Regions from separate parts of the Sus scrofa genome. Here region 2 is linked to region 1. Evidence: chromatin contacts called from public Hi-C data. All regions are on one chromosome and are shown on one strand. Each heading gives the region's core, a stretch centred on a gene start, on an enhancer-like site or on the middle of the called end of the contact. The rest is flanking DNA. Distances are from core to core; before and after follow the strand shown.

Region 1 (5,171 bases), core at 789-3,288:
CAGCATCCCTGGTGTTTTGCTGCTTCTCATGATGCTTTCAATGATTTCATCCAAGCAACCTAAAATATCACAATTTGTACTCATGCAATGATATGCCTGAGTGTCGTGTTAAGTGTATATTCTTGATGCTGGCAGAACTTAGTGTAAACAATACCTGATTCAAAGAAGAGGTAAATATCAGCAGATAAATGAGATAAACATTGCCGTGAGCAGGAACCTAATGCTTTTAGTGTTTGGAGACACTGGAGCAAGTGCACTGAATAATTTTAACAAGTGTTACGTACTTTGTTTTTCATTTGTGGCATTTGTGGCTGGCCATTATGTCATTAGCTTTCTTCCTCTTCTGATTTAATCTCCTTTTCTGTCCCATGTTTCTTTGGTAGAGATTGTTTCAATCTGCTCCATTTCTAGGTGGAACCTCTCAGCTCATTTTGAGAACCTACATTTCCATTTTGGTGCCAATACCTTATTTCTTTATTAGGTCACACTGGGCTTTATTTTATCCTAAGTTAGAAATGGTGGAGTTAAAAGATCAAAACATCCTGGTGTAGGGATCCCTTAACAAGATATGACCATGTTTCACAGCAAACTAGGGAATGTTAGAAAGGACATTTGTTACCACTTTTTAATGGGATGTCTGTATTAGCCAATCATATTTTCTCTAGCCCCTTGTTTTTCAGTATAAGACCTGCATCTGACATACTGTTCTGTCATTTACTTAACTGAATGGGCTGAGGCCAGTCATTCTGTTCTTCTATGCTTTGTTTTTCTACCTGTAAAGAAGCTTAATATCTACCCCCCAACAATCTCACAGGAATCTGTAAGTCACAGAGGATCATGCATACAAAAGTAGTTTTTAAACACCAAGCTTGGGAGAACAGGGAGGGATATGCAGAATTTTGCGTCACTAATTCACCACAACCAAAGTAATGACTAATTTTATCAGACATTGTCATGACCTCTCTTAGCGCATTCTCCGCATAATCAGTGAAATAGGGGTCATCAGTGGAATGGGTGGTCTGAGGGTTTCAGCAGAGGAGTGGCAACGGAGAAGTGTGTGGAGCCAGCTGTGCCCACTTGGGGAGCTAATGGTTACATTTTCCGGAATTCTGGTAAGTCAGTCATTAATCATGGCCAAGATTAACAACTAAATTATTTAGAAATGTATAATGAAATAAAATAATCCTTTAAAAACAAAAGTAATGAATGCTCCACACTTTACTTCTTAGTTATTTTACGACTAGCTATGTTTTCAGGTTACTTCTGTCTGCGCTGTATACCAGCTCTCCTACATAACGATAATGATGGGACACATCTTTCCCCCACTCTGCATTCGAAGATGTCATTTCAGCAGTTTGAAACCAGTCGTGGTGGAGTATTTACACCACAGAAGTTGGAAAACCATGTAAATCAGAGCTTGATTCATTTTGCCGATTGTCTAAACCTAAGAAAGTGAGAGAATTTAACAGTAAAGATTGAATTGCAAAGTGTGTTCGTTTATGATCACGAAAAAATGGAGGAATAGTTTTCCAGCACGTGAAAACTATTATCGGATCAACAAAGAAGCACTCATGGCATTAACAAAGTGCAGTCCACGTGTCCACCTTTTTGTTTCACTTTCATCTCCTTCATTAATTAAAAAAAAAAAAAAATCAACCATGGTTCATGTTTGAACTTCAGTGGCATGAGCAACTTCTTTGCCAAATTGAATATTAACCAAACATGATCTGCTTTTGCCAAACACAATTGAATTGCAGCTGTAGGTTGATTATAGATATTAGAGTTTGGCAAAAATCAATCAAGCCATTCAGTGAAAATCAGTGGGATTTATTGTAAAGTGTTGTATATTTTATTATTTTTTGGTGAATAATGTTCTCTGCATTCTTTCTATCAGTAAAATGTGCAATAGATGGATACAGAGATACTCCCTCCCGGCTCTTGTTAAACATTTATCCGCAGTCTGACTAAGGACGGGCTCTCATTTACTACAGGAAAGCTCATTCCACAAGCAGTCTGGAGCCTGGGTGTTAAGAGCTAAGACCGAAAGCAGGAGGGGGCGGGGCGGGGAAGGTGGAGATTTGGCCTGGGCAGGTGGCAGTGGAGGTGGGAGGCTATGGTGGGACAGGAGAAGCGTTTTGGAGGCCAAGGAAGGCAAATTAGCCATGTAGCAGCTCCCTGGAAGAGATGGACTTTCAGGAACAGCCTGTGCTAAGGGAAGACCTGCTGGCGGAGGCTGAGAAGGCGCCATGGTTGGGGGAAGTGAGGGCACAGAAAGCTGTCCCTAAGGGATGGAGTTGGGAGCAGCATGTGGAAGGAGATAAGGAAGCAGAGGCAGCTCTAGAGCTCAAGTCCGTCTCTTTGAAGCACATGGAGACAGCTAGGCTTGATGGCCTTGCCCTGGGAGAGGGGAGAGGGAACCCCCAAAACTGGTAACATGTCATGACAAACTCAAATACTCAGACATTTTCTTACTCATCTAGAACTTATTTTTATTTTTTTCTTAATTTTTAGTTATTTATTTTTTTAGGGCTGCACCCTCTCCATATGGAAGTTCCCAGGCTAGGGGTGGAATGGGAGCTGCAGCTGCTGGCCTACACCGAAGCCACAACCATGTGGGATCCAAGCTGCATCGGCAACCTATACTTTAGCTCAGGGCAACATGGAATCCTCAACCCACCAAGCGAGGCCAGGGATCAAACCCTCATCCTTGTGGATGTTAGTTGGTTCGTTACCGCTGATCCAGGATAGGAACTCCTCATCTAGAACTTTTAAGATTTTTGCCCACATAGGAGTTCCCATCGTGTCGCAGCGGAGACGAATCCAACTAGGAACCATGAGGTTGCCGGTTAGATCTCTGGTCTCGCTCAGTGGGTTAAAGATCCCGAGTTGCCATGAGCTGTGGTGTAGGTTGCAGATGCGGCTGGAATCTGGCGTTGCTTTGGCTGTGGGGTAGGCCAGCAGCTGTACCTCTGATTAGACTCCTAGGCTGGGAACCTCCATGTGCCGCGGGTGCGGCCCTAAAAAGACAAAAATATAATAATAATAATTTTTTTTTTTGCCCATGTAGAGGGAGCAATTGTTCATCCCAATCCCAATCTACAGTAGATTTTTTTCGCTCATTTTCATTGTAAAACTCTTTCACTCAGTCCCCTTGTGCTGCACAGATATTCGTTTTTACTTCCCAGGATCTCGTTATTCTTTGCCATGTCATAAAAGAGGGCCTCTACTATAACCCAGCAAACTTCTGGCTACCACGGCCCTCCCTGCTTCCTCCCTAACCACCTACAACGTATAGTCTGCCACACAGGTTGTCGTTTTCAGCTTTAACATTTTAGAAGAGAGGTTGATAAATCTTATGGAATTTTTAAAATAGTACATGTTTTGTGTGTGTGTGTGTGTGTGAGAGAGAGAGAGAGAGAGAGAGAGAGAGAGAGGGAAAGGGAGGGAGGGAGGGAAACGTCTCCTCCCCATTTACCCAGCCTTTCAATCCTAATGACCAGAGAAAAGAAAATTTCTCAGCTGAACCACCACCAATGATTGACGCTTTGAGGCGTCCGTTTGAATATGCTTGGTTTACTTTGGCCTTCTGATATGATTTTATTGTTCTGATATGAATTTTATTATTCAACTAATCATGGAGTTTTATTAATAGAAGGGACTTCTCCAAGTAATTTTCTCTCCCATTCATTCCTTTCTTGACAAAATAGCAAGGAGCACATGTTAGGCCCCAGTGTAAGGCTGCAGGGATATGTAAAAATGAGTAAGATATAATCTGAGATCTGGAGACAGTGGAAACAGGTACAGTAACAAGTCATCATCAGGTCGGGCAGACTTGTGGAAATGTGCCCTGCCTACCCATGAAGAAGTCACCTGGGTGCTCAGAGAGAGGGAGGGAGGTGTGGGTTTGGAAACGCTGGTCAGGGAGCATTTCTAGGAGGTGGGCATGAGCCATTTGAATTATGAAGGGTCTCCTCCAAGTTACTTGGCGATTTCTCATGGAAACAACACAAAGAAAGCTTGCCTTTACTATTTTATCAGGACATTTGTTGGTGGATTTAAAAGAAACTCAACTATTAAAGCAAAAAAGAAAATGTACTGATTTACTTAAAAGTCAGGAGGAGATTTCGTTTTAGGCATGGTTGGAGCCAGGGGCTCAAATGATATCAAAAGGACTTGGCCTCTGTCTCTTAGCTTTCCTGTCCTCTGTTTTGGCTTTATTCCTGGGAAGGTTATCTCCTCCTAGTGGCCCACAGTCCCTGGATTTAAAACACTCTGCCAGCTTAGTAACCTCGGTGGACAGAAAGTTCTTCTTCTCTGGAAGTTTGAGTGTATGTTTCTGGAAGGAGCTTCGTGGGTCTAGTTGAGTTACAGGCTCTTCCCTGCATCCTTGAGTATGACCAGGAGATATAGGAGATATACACTCTGCTTGGCAAGGTCTAGGTCAGGTGCCTACCACTGATGTCTAAGAGTGGAGCAGAAATGAGAGAGAGCAAGACAGGGAGAGGAGAGATGCTCCCGTCCGAAATTGAGCTTTTAAATTAAAGTAGGAGAAAAGGCCGTGTAGAAAACAACAGATGTCCCCTACAAGAGCGATTTATCAAAATATTAATAGTGACACAAACATCATGTTTTACATAATAAGGGAATTAGTCATGACCTAAAATGTTTGTCTGCAATGGAAACAGCCCTGGAAATTAAGTACAGTTGTTACACGTCTTACTGATTCCCCTCCCTGACTTAGGAAACAAATAAAGATTTGTATTTAGGAAATTTCAGGAAGTATCTATGAAGATGCAGGTTCAACCCCCGGCCTCACTCAGTGGGTTAAGGATCCGGCGTTGCCATGAGCTATGGTGTAGGTCATAGACGTGGCTTGGATCTGGCGTGTCTGTGGCACAGGTTGGCGGTTACAGCTCAGATTTGACCCCTAGCCTGGGAATTTCCATAGGCTGCAAGTGCAGCCCTAAAAAGCAAAAAAAAAAAAAAAAATTTCAACTAGTGCACCAATGAATTGACTATTGCTTTGCAGAAGCAGTACCGCTAATTAATTGGAGCCCTTTCAGTTGATGTAGTGATGTTTACAACTTTTAGACTGATTCATAGTCTTTCCCAAAAGAAACTTGTCATGCTGGCCAGTGACTCCAGTGACCACGATGGGGTATAGAAGTTAC
Region 2 (5,171 bases), core at 1,228-3,727, 290 kb after region 1:
TTGGTGCAGCTGCCATGGAAAACAACATGTAACTTCCTCCAAAAATTAAAAATAAAACTACTATACCATCTAGCAATTCCACTTCTGGGTATTTATCCAAAGATAATGAAAGCACTAATTTGATGTAATGTTCACTAGAGCATTATCTACAATAATCAAGATACAGAAGCATCCAAGTGCCAATCAATAAATGAATGGATAAGGATGATGTGATATGTATATATAAAAACATATATATTACCTATATAATAAAGATAATACATATGTCATAATACATACACATAGTATACACTATATATATTATACATTATATATACATAGTACATACTATATACACATAATATATACATTGACATGTACATAATACATATGTATACATACATTATTCACACACACATATATGACGAAATGCTACAAAGACATAAAAAAGAATGAAATCTTTTTTTTTTTTTTTTTTTGTCTTTCGAGGGCTGCACTTGTGGCATGTGGAGGTTCCCAGGCTAGGGGTCTAATCGAAGCTGTTGCTGCCGGCTTACACCACAGCCAAAGCAACACCAGATCCATGTCTGCAACCTATACCACAGTTCATGGCAACACTGGATCCTTAACCCACTGGGTGAGGCCAGGGATGGAACCTGCACCTTCATAGTTCCTAGTCAGATTAGTTTCTGCTGTGCCAAGATGGGAACTCCAAAAAGAATGAAATCTTGTCATTTGCAGCAACGTGGATGTACCCATGGGGTATTATGCCAAGTGAAATAGCTCAGACAGAGAAAAACAGATACTGTATGATTTTACTTGTATGTGGAATCTACAAAGACAAAACAAACAAAAACACAAAATAGAAAGAGATTCACAGATATAGAGAACAAACTAGTGACTGCTAGAGAAAAGAGGAATGCAGAGTTGGGTAGGACAGGTGAAGAGGATTAAGAGGTACACACTTACAGTTACAAAATAAGCAATCGGGACGTAATGCACAGCATAAAGAGCATAGTCGCTGATGCCACAGCAACTGTGTAGAGTGACAGAGGGTCACCAGACTCACTGTGGTGATCGGTTTGTATTGTATAAAATGCCTAATCACTATGCTGTACTCCTGAAGCTAATAAAATATTGTATATCAATTATGCTTCAATTTAAGTTTTTTTCAATTAAAAAAAAAGAATTTTCTTGGTCCTGGTCAAGATGGGAGCATCTATTCAGAAGCTTTGGCTCTTAATGTGCTACAACCCCCACCCCACCCCCCAGGGAGGTGATGCTAGTTAGGACATCCCAGCTCACTGGTGTCTCTATATGGACTTGTGTGGCAAGGGCACAGTGACTTAAGCCAGGCAACCCAGAGGCCCAATCTTGCCTTGTTGACCTATGAGGCTTGAGCCATTTTTTTTTTTTAATTTCTCCAACATTTAGAACATCTAGAAAATTGGAAAAAAAATTTCTGGACTTGGGGGAAGAATCAGAAGATCTGGCAACTCTGGGCCTGTATTCTTAGGTGGTCATACTTGGCTGGCACTAGCAGGGACTACCCCAGTGGCATGCAGTACCCACATGGTATGGACATTATTTTGTGTATTTTGTTTGCTCTCCCTGCTGCCTCCAGCGCTGGACCAAAACAGTCAGGCTTTTCCCTGTGGATCAGGATGTCTGCCCCATAAACACAGGACCCCTGGGTGTGGCCAGCTGAAATGGCCAGGGCTCCTGTGCCTATTGACTCCATCTCTACTCCCTGAGCCACAGAGACAGGCCCTTCTTCCACCGGAAATGGAGAGCATGAGCTTCCACAACACTGGGGAGCGACCCTCTGAGCCAATGGAAAGAAAAGCATTAATGAGAGCTCTGTTCATTTTTCTTTCTTTTCCCTTTTCTCGAGGACATTTCTGTTCTCCACTGTGTCCCTTGGGGGATTTTAAAAGACGTATTTGGGAGGGAGTTTCAAGGGAGACTCACAGATTTTAATGAGAAGGCTTAAAAGAAGCTGAGCCAAATGCTAGCAATTGTATTATAACTTGATTTCCTGGTCTGAGAAGGGCCGGCCCACAGCCAGGCAGGTGATGGCTAAGGTAGGATGACTCACATGGAGACGTGTGGAGATGACGACCCCAAACTTTGAAAAACCTAGTATTAACTCACATCAGGAAAGAGCCCCAAACATACATACTTGTCACCCCATTCCCCCTCACTCCTCCAATTGCGTTGTTCCATCTCTAAGTACCCTTTGTGCTAGGTTGTTTATGGGTCAGCAAAGTCAAGCAATCCTTTCCTATGCTCAGACGCCTGGTGGAAAAATGAGTGTGTGAGATTTTATACAGCAAAAAGGATCCTTCACACAATCTTGGGATCTCCTGTCCCTCATTTGCACTGTTCAATAAAGCAGATGTTTCCTAGCTCCCAAAACACAGCTTGAACTTTGAGCAGAATGTCGGCTCTGGGCCTTGATCTGGGTCTAGGCCAAGGCTACCTGTTTAAACTCTTCATGGAAAGAAAACCCTAATGAGCTCACCATGTGACAAACAGGCTATTTTAGTGTTTCCAAGAGAATTATTTGGTTGGCAGAATAACAAAATGCCCTCTTCCCAACTTTTCTTAACTTCTGGCCCCAGGGTGTCCATTGTTAACTATTAACTTTTCTATTAGTCATCGAGCTATGTGTTTAGAGATAACATACTTTGCTACTGATAGAGAAAACTTAACTCTAAAAGGAGGCATGCATGAGCCATCGTGTGGAAACCAGTATACTGTAGGATTAGGAACGGACTGTTGTTGCATTCATTTGCTAACTCTAAATCATTTCCTTACGTCAGTAAGAGCCCACAAGAGTTTCATTCATGCAATCTTCCATAAATATTTACTTACTACTTCATTTCTGGACTTGGGGAGTTGAGTGGTGACCAAAATCACCAAGGTCCTTGTCCTTAAGAAACTTTTTATCTAATGGGTATGGGAGTTGAGGATGAGGATATGGGATGGGCACTGATACAGTCAAAGAAGATAAAGCATACGCCCAACAGCAAAGTGACTAGGGAACGTGGGATGCTTAGATAAAGTGCTGAGAAAAAGCCCCTTTGAGAAAATGATACTAGTGTCTACTCCTGAATGATGAGAAAAAAGCTAGCCAGGACAAGGGCCAGGGGAAAGTGTTCTGGGTCAAGCTATCATCCAATGGCCAGGCCTTGAACTGGGAGGGAGAAAAGTCTGACTCATGAACACAAAGGCCAGAGGGTCTGGTGTGAAGGCAAAGAGGAGTACCAGACAGAACCAGGGAAGTAGGCGGGCCCACATCCCACGACGAAGCTGTCAGGAAGGATTTTCATCACATGGGGAGACACCTCTTGGGGACTTTGGACCAGGGCTGGCAGAGTACACCCTGAAAGTGAAATCTGCCCCTCTGCCTGGTTCGGAAAGTCAAGTTTTATTGGAACATACCTATGTCCAGTCATTTATATGTCTAAGGCTGCTTGTACACTAAATTGGCAGCGTTATAGAGTTGCAACAGAGATTTCTCCCACAAAGTTGAGAAATTTTAAAGATCTGGCTGGCCCTTTACTGTAAAGGTTTACCAACTTTTGCTGTAAACTATGCATTCTTACTGGGTTTGGGAGTGTTGCATTTGATTTATGTGTAACTGTCTACCATGTTGGCCTCACTGTCTCAAAAGACGCTAGGTAATACATTTAAGAGAATTTGCCTTAAAACAGGGATCAGACCCACTTGTATCAGCTGAGCGAGTAAACTACAGGGCCCAAGACTGTTTCTTCACAGGAAGAGGCTCCTATCCTGCAAGAAGTCTGTAAGCATGTTTGATTATTTTGGTAATGTGACACTGTCATCAAGGCGGTGTTTGCTGTCTTCCTGCTGCCCTCAGGATGCGGGAAACGCTCAGTTCTCCTGGTAGCAAGATGGCTACCATGAGCCAAAGATGGCAAAACTACAGGATCTCGTGCAGGACAAGATGTAAGATATCCAGCCATAAAGTAATTTGGGCATTTCCTCTCACATGCCTTTTTAATAGGGAAGAAAAATCCTCTGTGATGCATTGCTCATATCATCTATTTACATCTCGTTAGCTACATCAGCCTGTGTTCACACCAGTGTCTGGTAAGGAGCATGGACTTCCAGGCTTGGCTTTGGCTACTTAACATTCATTCCCCTGGCCGTCCACACACGCACTTGGAGAATGAACGCCCACGCAATCAGACTTCTACCAGCAAGGCAGGCAGACAAGAAAGGCAGAGAGCTGGGCAGCCAAGGGTACCTGTCCCAGGGTGGGATTTTAGTAAAACAATCCTGTGTCTATCCCTGTCTATTCAGAGAATTGAATGTAAAACTAGGGATCAGCAGAGAAACAAAAACGGAGCAAATCCTCCCACTGGGATGTGGATGGTACTGGTGGAATATGTTTGATTTAATGTAAATATCACCCAGTGTGTCCACAACAGGTTTAGTAATTCATTTCCACATGTGAAAAACTTGTTTTCAAGGCAACATATACATTTAGCCTTTCTCGTGAGTCATGGATAACTCTCTGCTGAGCTCGAAGAAACCGCCACTGTTTGAATGTGGACTTGTTTCAGTTGATTTTTGCAAGTAGAGGCTTGATACCACATTGGGCTTCTCTCCTTACCCAAACAGGTTCTTTCCAAACACACCTCTAGTTATGTGCATTCTTTACCTCTCCAGACGGCTGGAAACCACCTCCTCCTTGAAGTGAATCAGAGTTTAATTTTTTTTTTGTTCAGGAAAATCTCCCCTCTTGGGAAAAGATGCATTTGCCTCTTTAGTCTCATGTCTATGCCCCACATATTTAGAGTGCCTAGCAGCTGGCCCTGGGGAAGCTTGAAGTCTAGTTGTCAGGAGACTGAATTAATTGCTGTGTTAGTGGAATTTTCTGGGACATCCATGAAGTTATCTTAGAGGGAAATGTTAAAAAGTCAGGTTAGCTGAAAACCAGCAAAAACGAGACCAGAAAGAACTGTCTTGAGTTTTGTTGGACGAGAGAAATGTAAATAATATCCGAGGCTTGGTTTTGTTTGAATTTCTTTGATTATGTTTTTAATAGGGAAAATTACCTCAAAGGGGAAGTGACTGAAGTCCTGTGATAATAGTAGAGGACTGGCCAAGGCCAAGTCATTTCCATTTGGAGACTAATTCACTTAGGTTGAACTGACCAT

The links. A called contact is a pair of places that touch in the nucleus more often than the background predicts.
Region 2: a Hi-C map of liver shows a contact between it and region 1, with 7 times the contacts expected there. The contact joins two enhancer-like sites. A contact is called at or near these places in 1 of 5 promoter capture datasets (liver), 4 of 47 Hi-C or Micro-C datasets (fetal skeletal muscle, liver and skeletal muscle) and 2 of 2 datasets of contacts at active chromatin or transcription factors (alveolar macrophages and skeletal muscle).

The regions. Positions count from the first base shown.
Region 1 is chr2:144,935,588-144,940,758 of Sscrofa11.1, forward strand. It overlaps a transcript of NR3C1 not described here. Among named protein-coding and RNA genes, the nearest start is that of NR3C1, 8.5 kb to the left of the region's middle. Within about 2 kb of position 2,039, at least 8 of the 83 cell types and tissues checked have an H3K27ac peak or open chromatin away from gene starts, as enhancers often do. A contact at or near this core is called in liver, where this site is marked.
Region 2 is chr2:145,227,539-145,232,709 of Sscrofa11.1, forward strand. No RefSeq gene overlaps it. Among named protein-coding and RNA genes, the nearest start is that of NR3C1, 300 kb to the left of the region's middle. Within about 2 kb of position 2,478, at least 9 of the 83 cell types and tissues checked have an H3K27ac peak or open chromatin away from gene starts, as enhancers often do. A contact at or near this core is called in liver, where this site is marked.